Linked DNA regions of Oryctolagus cuniculus: region 2 is linked to region 1. The links are chromatin contacts, called in public Micro-C maps. All regions are on one chromosome and are shown on one strand. The core of a region is the stretch at or near the end of the contact, and the rest is flanking DNA. Distances in the headings are between cores, read along the strand shown.

Region 1 (6,769 bases), core at 3,165-5,664:
ATCAGAGTCCGGAGCAGAAATCCGAGTCTAGAAGACAGAAAAGAGGCCTGAGATTAGGGCGTCTGTGATAGATGGAAACCCCAAGACAGAAAACTCCAGGAGAGCCAGGCAGGCGGGCGGGCAGCAGAGGGCGGACCCAAGGGTCAGAGTCCCCACAGGGACCGAGTCTGCCCGTGCTCTGCCCTCCAACTTCCCGCCCTCTTTTGGGTCCAGCGTCCTAGTAACACGAGATTCCCCTCTGCTGGGGTGCAAGTCTGGTCCCCAAACCTGGGTTAGGGCATTGTCAAACAAGAGGGGAAAACATTCTCTACTGAAAAAATAAGTCTTCACTGGGTGTTTTAAACACTGAACTCCCAGCGCGGCACTTGAGCATCCACATATAATGTTTCAACCATAAATACAAGAAGAAAGCCACCTGTGACAAAGACCACACACCAGCTGTGTGGCCAGCGCCTTCCTAAGCGCTCCCCACACGGCCACATCCAGCCCCCGGGTCACTCCTAGGGCGGACGCCATCGGCATCCTCACTCGTAAGAGGGAGCAGAGGGAGGCACAGGGAGGTGGAGCCACGTGCTGCCAGGAGCAGGTAAAGCCGTCGATCAAACCCAGTCTTGTTCCGGAAGCCTCCGGCGATCCGGGTTCTCGCTCATGGGGCACTTTGCCCTTGGTGCCTGGTGACAATGCAGAGGTGGCCAACCCCAGGATCACAGCCAGAGCAGCTGTTCCTGTCCAGTAGGTCTCATGGGCAGGCGGTAAAGAGAAATCAGCACCATTAATCATGAAACTGACAGACGCATGACGTCAAGGTGGAGGAGCTGGGACCAAGAAACGATCCCCGGCTCCTGCTGGCCAGCTGCTTGCACTCGCTGATACAGAAAACCCCTGAAGTGAGAGGAGCCCACCGACAGGTCTCCACAGGCAAAGTGCCAGCGGCGAGCAGACGCAGCAGCTTCTCCCAGACATCTGGGGACCGGCTTTCCCAGATTTGGGGACGCTACGGAGGCTGCGATGATGCCTGGAAATGCAGGTGTGTGGGGACAGGGAGTGATGCTTCTCCCTCTGCAAGCCCTCCTGCTCCAGCCGACTTTTAAGAAATTAGCATGGACGTGCTCCTGTGAAACCAGTCCTCAGAGCAAGGAACTCACAGGGAGAAAGTAAGGCGCCCAAGACGCGGTACGAAGTTGCAGTCAGGGCCCGTTCCTTCCCCTGAGCCTAGGAAAGCCGCAAGCAACACTGACCCTCGCCTGAGTGGGGCACTCCCAGACTTGGCCCAACAGACAAAGGGGAGCCGCCAACAGTACCAGCCCCATCTAACGTCTGTGCCTGATCAATCTGCCTTACTCACCGTGTGCACAATGCTTGCCCCTACTTCGAAGATCAAATGAGTGTGCAGCTCACACACTCCTGGGCTGCCCCAGCCTTCTAGCCCCAAAATCAAACATTTCACTGAAACGACTAGTTTCAGACAGGAAACCGTCCCCTTGGAGATGGCACTTTAGATCCCCAAGTCAAGGAATGATTTTCCAGTCCTACCAAGAAGCAGAGTTGCATTCCCAAGATAACATCCCGGCAGTCGGCCGCCCTTCTCTGTCCCAGAACTCACAACATTTCTTGTCCGACATGCGAAGACCGGCGGTTCGGTTGCTGCCGTGTTCCGAGGGAGACCCGAAGTGCCCGGACATGGTGGCTCTCCGGTAGGCGTCTGGAAGGAGGGGCAGGAAGACGGTCTTCAAAACAGTGCGGAGGGTCAGCTGGGTCGCAGGAAAGAACTCAGGGTCAAGAGTCAAGGCCAGCTCTCTCTCCCGCAGAGAGGAGCTGCCTGTCCTTGGGGAACCATGAGCCTCCTCCGTCTCCTATTTTCTCACTTACAAAGAGGGTGGTGCTAGAACCCTACGTGTATTGCTGACTTGGGAGTTTACCCTCATAGACACTTTTATCTCTTTCAATCCTAAGTAGAGCAGATGTTGCTACCATTATTACTTCTCTCCCATTTTACAGATTGAAAAACCGACGTTGTTCGATTTAAGTGGCTTGTCCAAGTTTCTTTACGACATCAGACTCCGGTTTTGAGGATCTAGGGCAGGAAGGCTGGGAACAGATCATTACCAAGAAGGCATTCTCAGGGCTGGCTCTGTGGCACAGCGGGTCAGGCCACAGGCTGGGACTCTCACATCCCAGAGAGCAGTGCTGGGTTCAGTTTCTCTTCAACTTCTGATTCCATTTCCTGCTAATGTGCATCCTGGCAGGCAGCAGGTGACGGCTTAAGCCCTTGGGCCCCTGCCACCCACAAAGGAGACCCAGACGGCCGGCTGGCCCAGCCCTGGCTGTTGCTGGCATTTGAGTAGTGAACCAGCAGATGGAAGATCTCTCTCTCTGCCTCTCAAGTACATGAAAATAAACATTTTTAAACAGAAAGTAACTTCAATCCAAAGGTTGATTCAGTACTTTCAAAAACTGAGAAGAGTGGGAAAATTTGAAACACGTTCCCTGGGCGAAAGCTGTCCCTGGACGGCCCTACACGTCGCTTCTCCTCTGAGTTCTCACCCTTCTGCCCGGCCCTGCAGCCTCTCCCCGCTTATCCGCTAGGATTCTAAGGGAGGAACACGGGAGGCAAGGGTGGTAAGTGACTTCCCCAAGGTCACCTGCAGAATAAGGGGTAAATCCTGGGGTAGGAAAGCCCAGAGCTCGCTCCCTAACCCAGCTTACACGGGGCCCGCGAGGGCAGAAGGTCCCACCCCTTCAGGGGCCGCGCATTATTCCTCCACGACCACACAAATCGTCCAAGCCGAGCCGCAGGTGCGGCTCCCAGGCCCTGGCCGCCCGCACTCCCCGAGACGGAGAGGCATTAACGCCCGGCACCTCATCCGGGTGCGTGCAGCCCCCCGCGGCCCGCCCTCCCAGCCCCTCCCAGGCGCCGGCAGCGGTGGCTCACCCCGCGATCTCTCCGGAGACCCCTGCCGGCTGCGGCCCCGGCGCTGCCCCGTAACTCGGGAGACTGGAGTCGTGGCTGGGGGCCCGGCCCCGAGTCCCCGGCGGGTCACGTGCCCGCTGGCCCCGCCCACCCGCGCGTCGGTCCTCACCTGGAGAGAACCACCGACCAACCGGGCGCCGGCGGATGCAGGGGGCGGGGCTCCAGGCGGAACCGCGGACCCTGGCCCCGAGGAAGGGTGAGACCAGCTCCGGAGTCTCCGGGCTCCCGGGCGGGCTGCATCGTTGCTTGGTAACCAACAGGGCTGGGGGCGGGGCCCACAGAAAGCCTGACTGTTCTGTAAAAACTCTCGCGAGACTGAACCGCGCCAGCCGGCGTCCGCAGAGGTTAACGCTTTCATCCCTGAGTCCCAGGCGGACAGCGTGGGATCCGCACACCCGAGCGAAAGCTCTAAGAGGCGCCGGGAGTCGGCGTCCACCGTGCTCTTGAGGGTCGCGCCCCGAGTGTTCGCGTGCCGCTCCCCGTGGGTCAGACCGTGTACCCTAACGAGGGACCGGGGGCTTCCCGGACCCAGCCATGCGCCCGGCTGGACTTCACCCACCGTCCCGCCCCCGCCCCGCCCCGCCCACGCGACAGCATCTGTGACGGTCGTGTTGAAGGCCCGAGGCGCTCCACGGCACCGGCAGGGGCCTGGGTGGGAAAGGTGTTTGCAGAGAGCAGGGGCTCCTCGTGGCCACTCGGAGGCGGCGGCGCTGGCGGTGAGTTTGCACGTCCCAGGGGCCTGCCCTCGTCCCGCTGATGCTGGAGGCTGTAGAGGAGGAGCCCTGCCGCTCTGGGTCCGGGCTGGATAAAGAGCAGTGCAAATGCACTTCTTGGGCTAGAGCTCAATCCCGGGGCGTCTCTACCCCCCCCCCCCACCCGGGAGCGAAGACATTCTCCCAAACAGCTCGAACGTGTAGCTATCTCCCCTTTCGGCGAGTGGCAGCGGCCCTCCCCGTGCCCCTGCGCTGTACGCCAGGCACAGCCCTGGGTTTTAGGCCTACAGCGTGGGGAAGGGCCACCTGACCCCGCACTGTCTCCTCGCCGTGACACCCAGCGGCGCCGCGGCTCCCACCGCGAGTCTCTCCGCGCCACCGCCGGCACCGAAGGCGGGGACGCGGCCGACTCGGGGTCTGTCCGCCCGGGAACTGCAGAGGCAGCTCGGGCCCCTCGCTCCTCCTCACACTGCGCCCCCCAGGCTGGGGCCGGCCGCCTGCTGCCGCCGGGGTGGGAGGGTCGGGCTTCCGGCCCCTCAGCCCCGGCGCGGGCGGCCACGAGCCTCCGATGGCGTCTGACAGCCCCGCTGACTCACTGGCCATTCCTAGCATTCCGAGCCGTGTCGGGCGGAGGCCCCGGCCGGCCTAATCACTGGCCGCCGACATTCCACCCGACTCCCTCCGGGAACTGCTTCCCCGCCCTCTTCCCGCGCGCTGTCCTTATAAGCCGCCGGCGCGGAGCGCGGCGAGGCCAGGGATGCTTTAGGGATACGGGGCGCATCCTCGTCCCTGCAACACCAGCGACCACTTTAAGGGAGTTCGCTCTCCTCCAAGGGCCGAGGCGGAAAGTGTCGCGAGAACTGTAGCCCGCGCCGACTTCTCGCGATGTTTGGCCCCGCGAAGGGTGGCCATTTTGGAGTCCACCCGGCGGCCGGTTGCCCCGGCGGCGTCTCGCCTCCTGCGGCCGCCACCAAGGCTGGCCCCGCGGGTGTCTGGCCTGTGGGCGGCCAGTCCGACACGATGTGGCGGCTGCGCTGCAAGGCCAAGGATGGCACCCATGTTTTGCAGGGGCTGTCCAGCCGAACCCGGGTGCGAGAACTCCAGGGCCAAATTGCCGCCATCACCGGGATCGCCCCCGGCGGTCAGCGAATCCTCGTCGGCTTTCCGCCCGAGTGCCTGGATCTCAGCGACGGGGACACCGTTCTGGGGGACTTGCCCATCCAATCAGGTAAGGGATCGGAGCTGGGACCAGCGGGAAGGCCTGAGGGGCGCGCGCGGGGACGGAGACCCAGGCAAGGCAGGTGGCTGGGGGCGCTGACGGAGGCCGGGCCAAGTGTCCGGCAGCTCCGTGCCTTTACACAGGGCTGGAAGAGAAGCCCAGAGCCCAGGAGTTCGCCCTCCCCAGCCTGCCTTCTGTGCTTCCCTGAAGCTAGCTCAGCCTTGTTTTCCCCGTGCATCCGCAAAAGTTGGAAAAGGTAGGGCCTGCCTCTCGGTCCCGAGCGCTCGTTCCCGGTGTCGCTCGTTGGCCAGCCGGTCTGAAGGGTCCGGGGTTATTCCTTTGGCTTTCCTGGTTCGTTTTTGCAGTCCCCCGCGTTGAATAGTTAAGTTTAACAGGTGCACGCCTCGTAGAGTTAGCTTGTAAACATCCACGGAGAGCTCTTTCAAGTCCTAACCGACAGTAATTATTTGTGTCCAGTGTTAAAACTTGAACATCAACGTTGTAATTAAAAGCTTTTTGTTCTTGGATCCGGGACCTTGTAAACACAAGCGGGGCGAGAGAGGCCAAGTTTCAGGAGGGCGAGAGCCCCCTAGCGGCCGGTCTAGGGAAAACACCCTCCGGACGAAGGCTTCGCAGGCAATTTTGTTTTAAATGTATCTTTTTAAGGAAGTGTGACGGTGTAGGCCTCCGGCTTCGTTTGCTTGGGGTGCAGCTTGAAGTCTGTTCTGTTTTCACCTTTGTGAACAGTCGGGGTCAGGTGTTTCTAGTGTTCCTAGGGGCAGCAGTGTTCTCCATCGTAACCCCAGCTTCTATTTGTAATTTACAGACTTGGCTAATCTCATCTGTCATTTCTCTGCAGTTCTGGATCTGTTTTATTTTTAACAGGCGATATGCTGATCGTTGAAGAAGACCAAACCAGGCCCAAAGCTTCACCTGCATTCTCAAAACACGGTGCTCCTAGCTATGTCAAGGAAACCTTGCCTGTGCTTTCCAGGACTGTGGTCCCAGCAGACAACTCCTGCCTCTTCACCAGCGTGTACTATGTGGTTGAAGGAGGCGTCCTGGATCCAGCTTGCGCCCCTGAGATGAGACGCCTCATAGCACAGATCGTAGCGAGCGATCCAGACTTCTACAGTGAGGCCATACTGGGAAAAACAAATCAAGAGTACTGTGACTGGATCAAAAGGGATGATACTTGGGGAGGAGCGATTGAAATCTCCATCTTGTCTAAATTTTACCAGTGTGAAATCTGTGTAGTGGATACACAGACGGTAAGAATCGATCGCTTCGGGGAAGACGCGGGGTATACCAAAAGGGTCCTGCTGATTTACGATGGCATCCACTACGACCCGCTGCAGCGAGACTTCCCGGATCCAGACACGCCGCCTCTGACCATCTTCTCCTCGAACGATGACATTGTCCTCGTACAAGCACTGGAACTAGCAGATGAAGCTAGAAGAAAGAGACAGTTTACCGACGTCAACCGCTTCACCCTGCGATGCATGGTGTGTCAGAAGGGGCTGACTGGACAGGCAGAGGCAAGAGAGCATGCCAAGGAGACAGGCCACACCAACTTTGGAGAAGTGTGATCTATGCATGATGAGGGTGGAAGCCTACTACCTCACAGATCCAGAAGGCTCTGGGTTTTCCAATAAGCTATTCCTGACCCTAAAGAACAAAGGACACAATGCTTGAACCACACCTTGAACTTGAAACCACTAAGACACTGAAATTCCTTGTTAAGATTAAAATTAGTGTGCAAGTTTACAGATGTGTGTCTACAGTGGTGATGCCTGCCCTCTTTCCACGGGGGTGACAGAACAGGTGGCCCCCCACCTGCTGGAGATTGAGTTTCAGTATTATAAA
Region 2 (6,769 bases), core at 1,432-3,931, 200 kb before region 1:
GTGAACACTGTAGTTCCTTCTGCTGATCCAAGCTGTGTCAAGGCAGCGTGAACTCTTATCTTTGTCTTTAATTATCAAGTGCTGTCTAACCAGGACTCTCAGGACTCCGATGACTATAACGGAGATGAGAAATTCCTGTCCCCCGGTGACATCACAGCCATTGTGAGGCTGGAGTGTGACCCATGACCCACACGTCTGCGGTATGCCGGTGGAAACAAACCAGCTGTATGGCTAGTCACATCACAGAAACCAGTGTGACGGGTGTGCAATACTGACCATGGATAATGCCAGATGACTGTGTTATTGGCTCTTAATAGAATTTGGTTCTTTATTGGTGTATTCCACTGTGAAACGGCCTCAGGAAGGTCCCTCGGGAAGTGTCCACCACAGAAGACAGCTCCATGAGCGCCCCGACCTCCTGACCCCACGAAGGCCTACACTAACGTATGCAGTCATGCCTTCATTTTTTACAATCATAAAAGTCAAAAAGAAAATACATAAAAAAATTTGTAAACAGAAAAGCAGCTCCCAGAGTTCAGGTTCTAAAGAGGACATTTTTGGGCAGCCGCATAAGGTGCTCGCATTTTAAGCTAAGTGTTATAACAAAAGGGCCCATAACTAGAAAGTTTGTCAAGTAAAGCACCGAAGTTCATTTCCGATGGAGTAAAATCCGTCAATAACTCCAGCATCGCCCGGGCAGACGGCACTGATAACGCACCGTGCACGGGCAGTGTCAGTGACGTACAGAGATCCACAGTCACCACTCCCGGGCTGACTCACCCAGCGCCACCTCCCTTGGCCCAGGGGGAGGGCTCTGCCCTGCCAGCACTTGCATTCCTATGTTTAAATAGGGTTAGGTATGTTTGACACAAACCCCACTGTGTTACAACTGCCCAGGGTACACAGAACAGGGGCATGCTGGCCTGGTGTAGCGTGGCAGCCATGGGCCACCGCATACAGCCCACACCACGTAGCTTTGTCTCTCCGATGTCCACACAGTGATGAAATCGCCTGAGGATGCATTTCTCTGCACTTAACAGATTCTGAAGTACACACAGAGAGCTTTTCAACACGCCATGCCAGGGGCCGGTGCTGTGGTGCCCTGGGTTAGACCAACGCCTGCAGCGCCAGCATCCCATATGGGCAGTTCATGTCCTGGCTGCTCCACTTCCAATCCAGCTCCCTGCTAATGCGCCTGGGAAGGCAGCAGAGATGAGCCAAATGCTTGGGCCCCTGCACCCACGTGGGGAACCTGATAAAACTCTTGGCTCCTGGTTTTGGCTTGGCAAAGTCCTGGCAGCTGGGGCCATTTGGAGAGTGAATCAGCAGGTAGAAGATCTCTCCCTCCTTTTCTCTCTCTAACTCTGCCGGTCCAAAAAAAAAAAATCCTTAAGCAAAAAAATTGCCATTTTTTTTGGTCAGAGTTGCATTAGGTTAAATCTTACTTAAAATGTAAGAAAACTTCACCTAGGCTACGTGTCTTGAGGTAATGGACAAATATATTCATATACAATGCACTCCCTAAACGGATCTCATTGTTTAATTTCTCTGGGAGTTTGTCTGGCAGGTTCAGTGCTGCCTTCCACTAGCTGGCGTGTGAAGGGCCAGGGGGCTGTCCCTGGGACTTAATAAGGCTGGAAACCTATCAATCAGCAGTGCCTAACGAGAGGTGTAAAATAACCTTGCCAAGACGCACGCCCTCCCCACAACCTCACTACAAGCAAGCAGGCACTTACGGTTACAGAATTCTTTCACCTCTGACCACTGGTTGTTTTCCTGGCATAAGGCGGAGTCTGGCTTGCCCGGAACTTTCACGAAACCTTCATTACACTTGTACCTCACCGTGTGCTGCACGGGGAAAGGCGAAAGCCCTTCCAGCACGGGCTGGGCATTGGGCACGTCCGGCGGCAGGCCGCAGTCACCTGGCGAGTTCAGAAACGCAGAGCTGCGGCCAAACGGCCCCACCGCCCTCCCAGGGCGGAACCGGCAACCCCAGACCTCGCTGGGCCTCGCGTCTTGTCAACCACTAAACCCGGAGCCAAAAAAAACCAAACAAACCACTCCCCAAAGTGTCTCAGAAAGTCCTTGCGCGTCTTAGAAGCCGTCTGCAGGTGCACCCAGCCGGCGGGCACCGCGCTGGGCTCAGAGCCCAGAGAGCGGAGAGTGGGCGGCTACCAGGCCCCCCCAGAGAGATGAGTAGGGGTCCAGAATTCGCTGCGGAGGTCCCCAGGTTTGGCTGTTCCCGAAACTCAGCCCTTGGAGACCTCAAACGCCACCCCTGTCCCCTAGCAGCCCGTCCCTAGCAGCCCGTGTGCGGGCTGGGACCCGGCCCCGCGGGCCGCCCGAGCGCCGGTCAGCAGCAGGGACCCTCAGCCTGCGCCCGGGACCCTGTCGGGGGAGCCGGAGCCTCAGGTGCTCCGCGCTGCCCCGCCGCCGCCCCGCCGGCCCGGCCCAGGCCGCCACTTACCCCGCACAGCCGGGGCGCTCAGTAGCAGCAGCAGCAGCAGCAGGGGCCGCCCGCCAAGGACGCGCAGCACCGCGGGGACGCTCGGTCGCGCGGGGCTCATGGCGCGCAGGGGCCGCGACTCCGCCGCGTGGACAGCGAGGCCAAGCCGGCGGGACAGGCAGCGCGGCCTCGACAGCGCCCCTCACCGCGGCCGCGGGAGTTCATGGCGCGCCCGGGGCGGGGCCGGGGCCGCGTCACGGCGGGGCGGGGCGGAGCGGAGCCCGCGGCTGGGTGGGGGCCGGCCGGAGGGGCGCTTCCCTTCCGCTGTGGCCGGAAACGTAAATATGTGCTTTGCTAGTAAACTGGGGGCCGGGGGCCGGGGGCCGGGGGCCGGGGCCCGGGGGTGGGGGGTGGGGGGTGTCACGGCGCGGCAGGGAGGCCGCGCATGCTCCCTGGCGGGTTTCTGAAAAGCAGGTTCAGCGAGCGGCGCGGCGGCTCCCCCTCCGCTAGGACGGCCCCGGGGTTCCACGTTGGGGTGGTTCTGTGGTTCTGGTCCGGCCCGGGGGTACCGCCGGGGCTGGGGGCGGGAAGGCGGGGCGGAGAAGCGCTGGAGGCCGCGGCGGGCACAGGGCCCCTTGGGCGCGGCTCCCTTCGGTGCTGAGGGTCCGGCGGCCGCGGCCTGCGCAGGTCTCCTGCGCCCTTAGGCGCTGTGTGTGCCGCTGGGGTCTTGTCGCCATCCTGCCTCGGTGTGCTTTCCTGAGCGCTCTGGGGGCCCTGCGGTGGTTGCTTTAGGATGCATCAGGGAGAAAATAAGTTTTCAGCAGCAGTGTTTTCTTAGGGCTCAGTGGGCTGGGCCCAGCCCTGGTTGCCCAGTGCGGGAAACAGTGGTGCACGGATTCCAGGAAAGGAACTGCATAAGCTTCTAGTAAAGCCTCACCGGCTTAGAACGTTCCAGAGGAGAGGTCATGGTGGAGGGCAGGCTTTGCTTTTTTTCTTTTTAAAATTTTATTTAAACACAGTCACAGGGGGAGAGAGAGAGAAAGGTCTTCCATCTGCTGATTCACTCCCCAGATGGCCACACTGCAGCGGCTGGGTCAGGAGCCAGAAGCTTCTGGGTCTGCCGTCTGGGTGACAGCAGTCTAAGCCCTTGGGCCATCTTCCGCTGCTTGCCCAGGCCTTTAGCAGGCAGCTGGATCGGAAGTGGAGCAGCCAGGACTCAAGACAGGTGCGCGTATAGGATGCTGTGTGGCCGGTGGATGCTTTACCCACTGCAGCACAGCGCAAGCCCAGGGGCAGACTTTTCAAACCACCTGGTGTAACCCTCGTATTCAATATTAAAATTTCTTACTCCCTCCACCATATTTGATAGAAAAGCACACGTTGTCAGGGCTAGTACTGCTTTAGTAGCGCCTCCCAGGGCCTTTACCACCTCTCCCCTGGCCATGTGGTTTTAGACAGGTGGTCTCCACTGCTGCCTGGGCTCAGAGAAAGGCTGTGAAAGGCAAGGAGGTACAGAGCTGAAGGTCAAGGCCAGTTATGGCACTGTCAGAGGCCTCAACACAGGTCTGGCTCAGTGTTCAGTGTCTGCTGCAGCTTTTTATCCGAGAAAAACAATGAGCTCAGCAAAGCATCGGAAAAAAATTATCTCTGCCACCCAACTTGGCTTCACTCAATGCTCTAAGCGTTCACCTTCCAAAATACTTCGTTTTCGGTATTCTGTTTTCCAAACAAAACTTTTATGAGAAATAATTGGGTGGACTTTTAAGTAGCACTCAACAGCCACCCAAGGGATTACAGCATTCTGAGAGGAGGGAGGGAGAAACAGATGGGCATGGTGCATTTATGCAGTTTGCAGAGGGCTCTAGAAGAAAATCAGCATTATTAAGAAAAGTCGACTCTGCACGTTTGTGACTTCAGAAAGCCTGTCCTGTGTTGTAGCCTCTGTGGGTTTTGTTCCAGTTGCTTCCTGAAGGTTCCATTTCACCAACACAGCTGCGTTTTACAGGTGAGGAAGCAGATGGACAGATGGACTTACCAGAACAGCGTAGACGATAAGGGTCCAGGCCAGAATCCAAACCTACTTTGGTTCCAAAACCTTGTCTGCTCTTACACTGTTGTATTGGAATCAGCAAAAAATTTATTTTTAATTAATTTATTTGAAAGGCAGAGTTACAGAGAGGGAGAGACAGAGACCTTCCATCTGTTGGGTCACTCCCCAGATAGCCACGAAGGCTGGAGGTGGGCTGGTCCAGAGCCAGGAGCTTCTTGGGCCGTCTTCTGCTGCTTTCCCCAGCACGTTAGCGGAGCGCTGGGTTGGAACTGGAACAGCCAGGACTCAAACCCCTACACCACGACGCTGGCTTCTAAAGTCTTTTTGGGGAGAGAGAATTGGAAGTCATTCAGGAACCCAGGGTTCTGAGAGGCGGCTCGGAGCCTTTATGAGCCTTGATCTATCAAAAGCTGGGTATGCTATCTCAGCCGTGTCGCTGCACTCTCCAAGGTCTCAGTTCCATGTTGATCAAAAAGAATTTGGGTCTAAAATAGCCTCTCCAGGGCTTTCCAGATTCAAAACAATAAATGTATGTAGTTACATTCAAAACAACAAGGATAGTGGAAAAACGGGTCTGTGATTTTGGTAGAGCAAGAGAACACAGTTGTCAGCCTTGTCCCAAGAACCACACAGTGGTTACCAGAGATGTCCCTGTCCTTGTGCAAGGCAGAATTCAGCCGTGAGACGGAGGAGTGGGAAGCAAGTGGCAGGGTTTAATGGGGCGGGACCCCCGTCAGTGTGGATGGGCCCCTCCCCAGGAGGAATGGGGGGGTGCCCACTTGACATTTAGACTAGGGTCTATTAAGGCCTGCTTCTTCCCGCTGTTTCTCCTTCCCCTCCTCCCTCTTCTGGACAAAGGGCTTGCTGAGTGTGAGATGGGTAAAGTTCCTTGCAAGGTTTTCTTGCCCAGTGTTACCAGACAGAAGATCCCCCTCCCTTGGGGGGAGGCTGGGCCCACCTCTGAAGCTGCTGGGGTGTGAGGAGGCCTGTGTGGGGTAAGCTGTGGAGGCGCTGCATTCCTCTCCACAGGTGCTTTGTTTTCCTTAGGCCCCTCTCACACACAGGCTAATTCCAACTTCTAGGTAAACGGTGACTAAGTGGTCACAGTGTTTAATGAGTTGGGGACTGCTTAGTACTCAGAAGTAGACTGAGAAAATGTCATCCATCACTTAGAAGGAGGTTTCTATGTGATAAATGCTTTGAAAGTGGCACAGCTGTAGCTGTGCAGGGGTTCAGGAGGGAGAAAAGGAACATGACAGTTGGGATGGCGGAGACTAGTGGCCCAGCGATTGTGCGAAATCTGACCTGAGTATCAACGCAATAGGGCAGGAAACATGGGAAGAGGTTAAGGATGGTGTGGGCAAAGGTGTGAGGTCAGCAAAGCTTGGGGCGATGCCCAAGATAGTTTAGTTCAGGCAGGGTGAGGGGTACTGCACTGGGGCAATGGAGGAAGCAACAAGGCAGGCTGGAAAGAGGCTTAGAGCCAGGCCCACTTTAGATGTTGCCTACCGGATGCTGAAATGGGAGTGACCCGGTGAGCCAAGACCCAGCCTAGCTGACTGCACACTAGTCCAGGTGTTGAAAGTTAGAGAGCAGAAGTGTGTTTCATTTTAGTTTTAACAGAACAGTCCTACTACTCTGACAAAAAACCTTGGTCCAAATATTGTGTGTGTTGGGGGGGAGGGGTTTCATGTCTGCTCTGATCCAAGAAACCTCAAGGGAAGAACCAAAGGTCTTGGGTACTGATTAGATAAAGAGAAAGAAAAACAAGGGTGGAAGATGACTCAGAAATTTGTCGTCTGAGATAAGGGGCCCTATGTCAAAGAACTGGCCACTCCACGGTGAGGAATGCCTTCTTTTAGGAAAGAAAGAACAGGTTTGGCTTTATGTGTGTTGCATGTAAAATGTGTTGGTACAGTGTCTGGGCAGGCAGGACCCAGCTGGGGAGGGATGCAGGCGAAGCTGAAGGCCAGGAAACGGAACAGAGCAGGGGCCCCGGGCTGTCACCGGAAACCGAGGTAGAGAAAGCGGCAGAGGGAGGAGACAGCCAGCTTCCTGGAAGCCGAGGACCAGCCAGATGGCACGGCCCCCCTTGTGGGGCGGCTGGTGTTGAGGGGCGTTAAGTAAGGAGCCCCAAACCACAAGGCTTATGAGGACACAGCAGGGCCTGGACACCTGGATGCCTCTGTTGATGGCCCAGCCATTGCTGTTTTGCAAACCCTGCTCATTTAGTACTCGGTCAGCTCCTCACCCAAGGAACCATTCCCCACCTA

Evidence for each region. Hi-C and Micro-C count contacts between places; a contact is called where the count stands out from the background.
Region 2: a contact with region 1 is called in a Micro-C map of ear pinna, with 4 times the contacts expected there. The contact joins the promoter of CD55 here to the promoter of PFKFB2 in region 1. A contact is called at or near these places in 3 of 6 Hi-C or Micro-C datasets (ear pinna, embryonic fibroblasts and an unstated tissue).

What each region holds. Positions count from the first base shown.
Region 1 is chr13:22,176,271-22,183,039 of mOryCun1.1, reverse strand. It overlaps PFKFB2 (6-phosphofructo-2-kinase/fructose-2,6-biphosphatase 2), which reads right to left and starts at 4,414. Exons shown (of 16, transcript XR_011381393.1): 1 at 4,281-4,414; 2 at 3,081-3,772; 3 at 1,604-1,751. YOD1 (YOD1 deubiquitinase) reads left to right here and starts at 4,570. Exons shown (of 2, transcript XM_002717546.5): 1 at 4,570-4,912; 2 at 5,789-6,769. The coding sequence starts at 4,570. The coding sequence ends at 6,492.
Region 2 is chr13:22,373,047-22,379,815 of mOryCun1.1, reverse strand. CD55 (CD55 molecule (Cromer blood group)) reads right to left here and starts at 2,681. Exons shown (of 11, transcript XM_070055223.1): 1 at 2,468-2,681. The coding sequence starts at 2,567. It overlaps LOC103350989 (a long non-coding RNA gene), which reads left to right and starts at 3,337. Exons shown (of 9, transcript XR_011381404.1): 1 at 3,337-3,671; 2 at 4,385-4,451.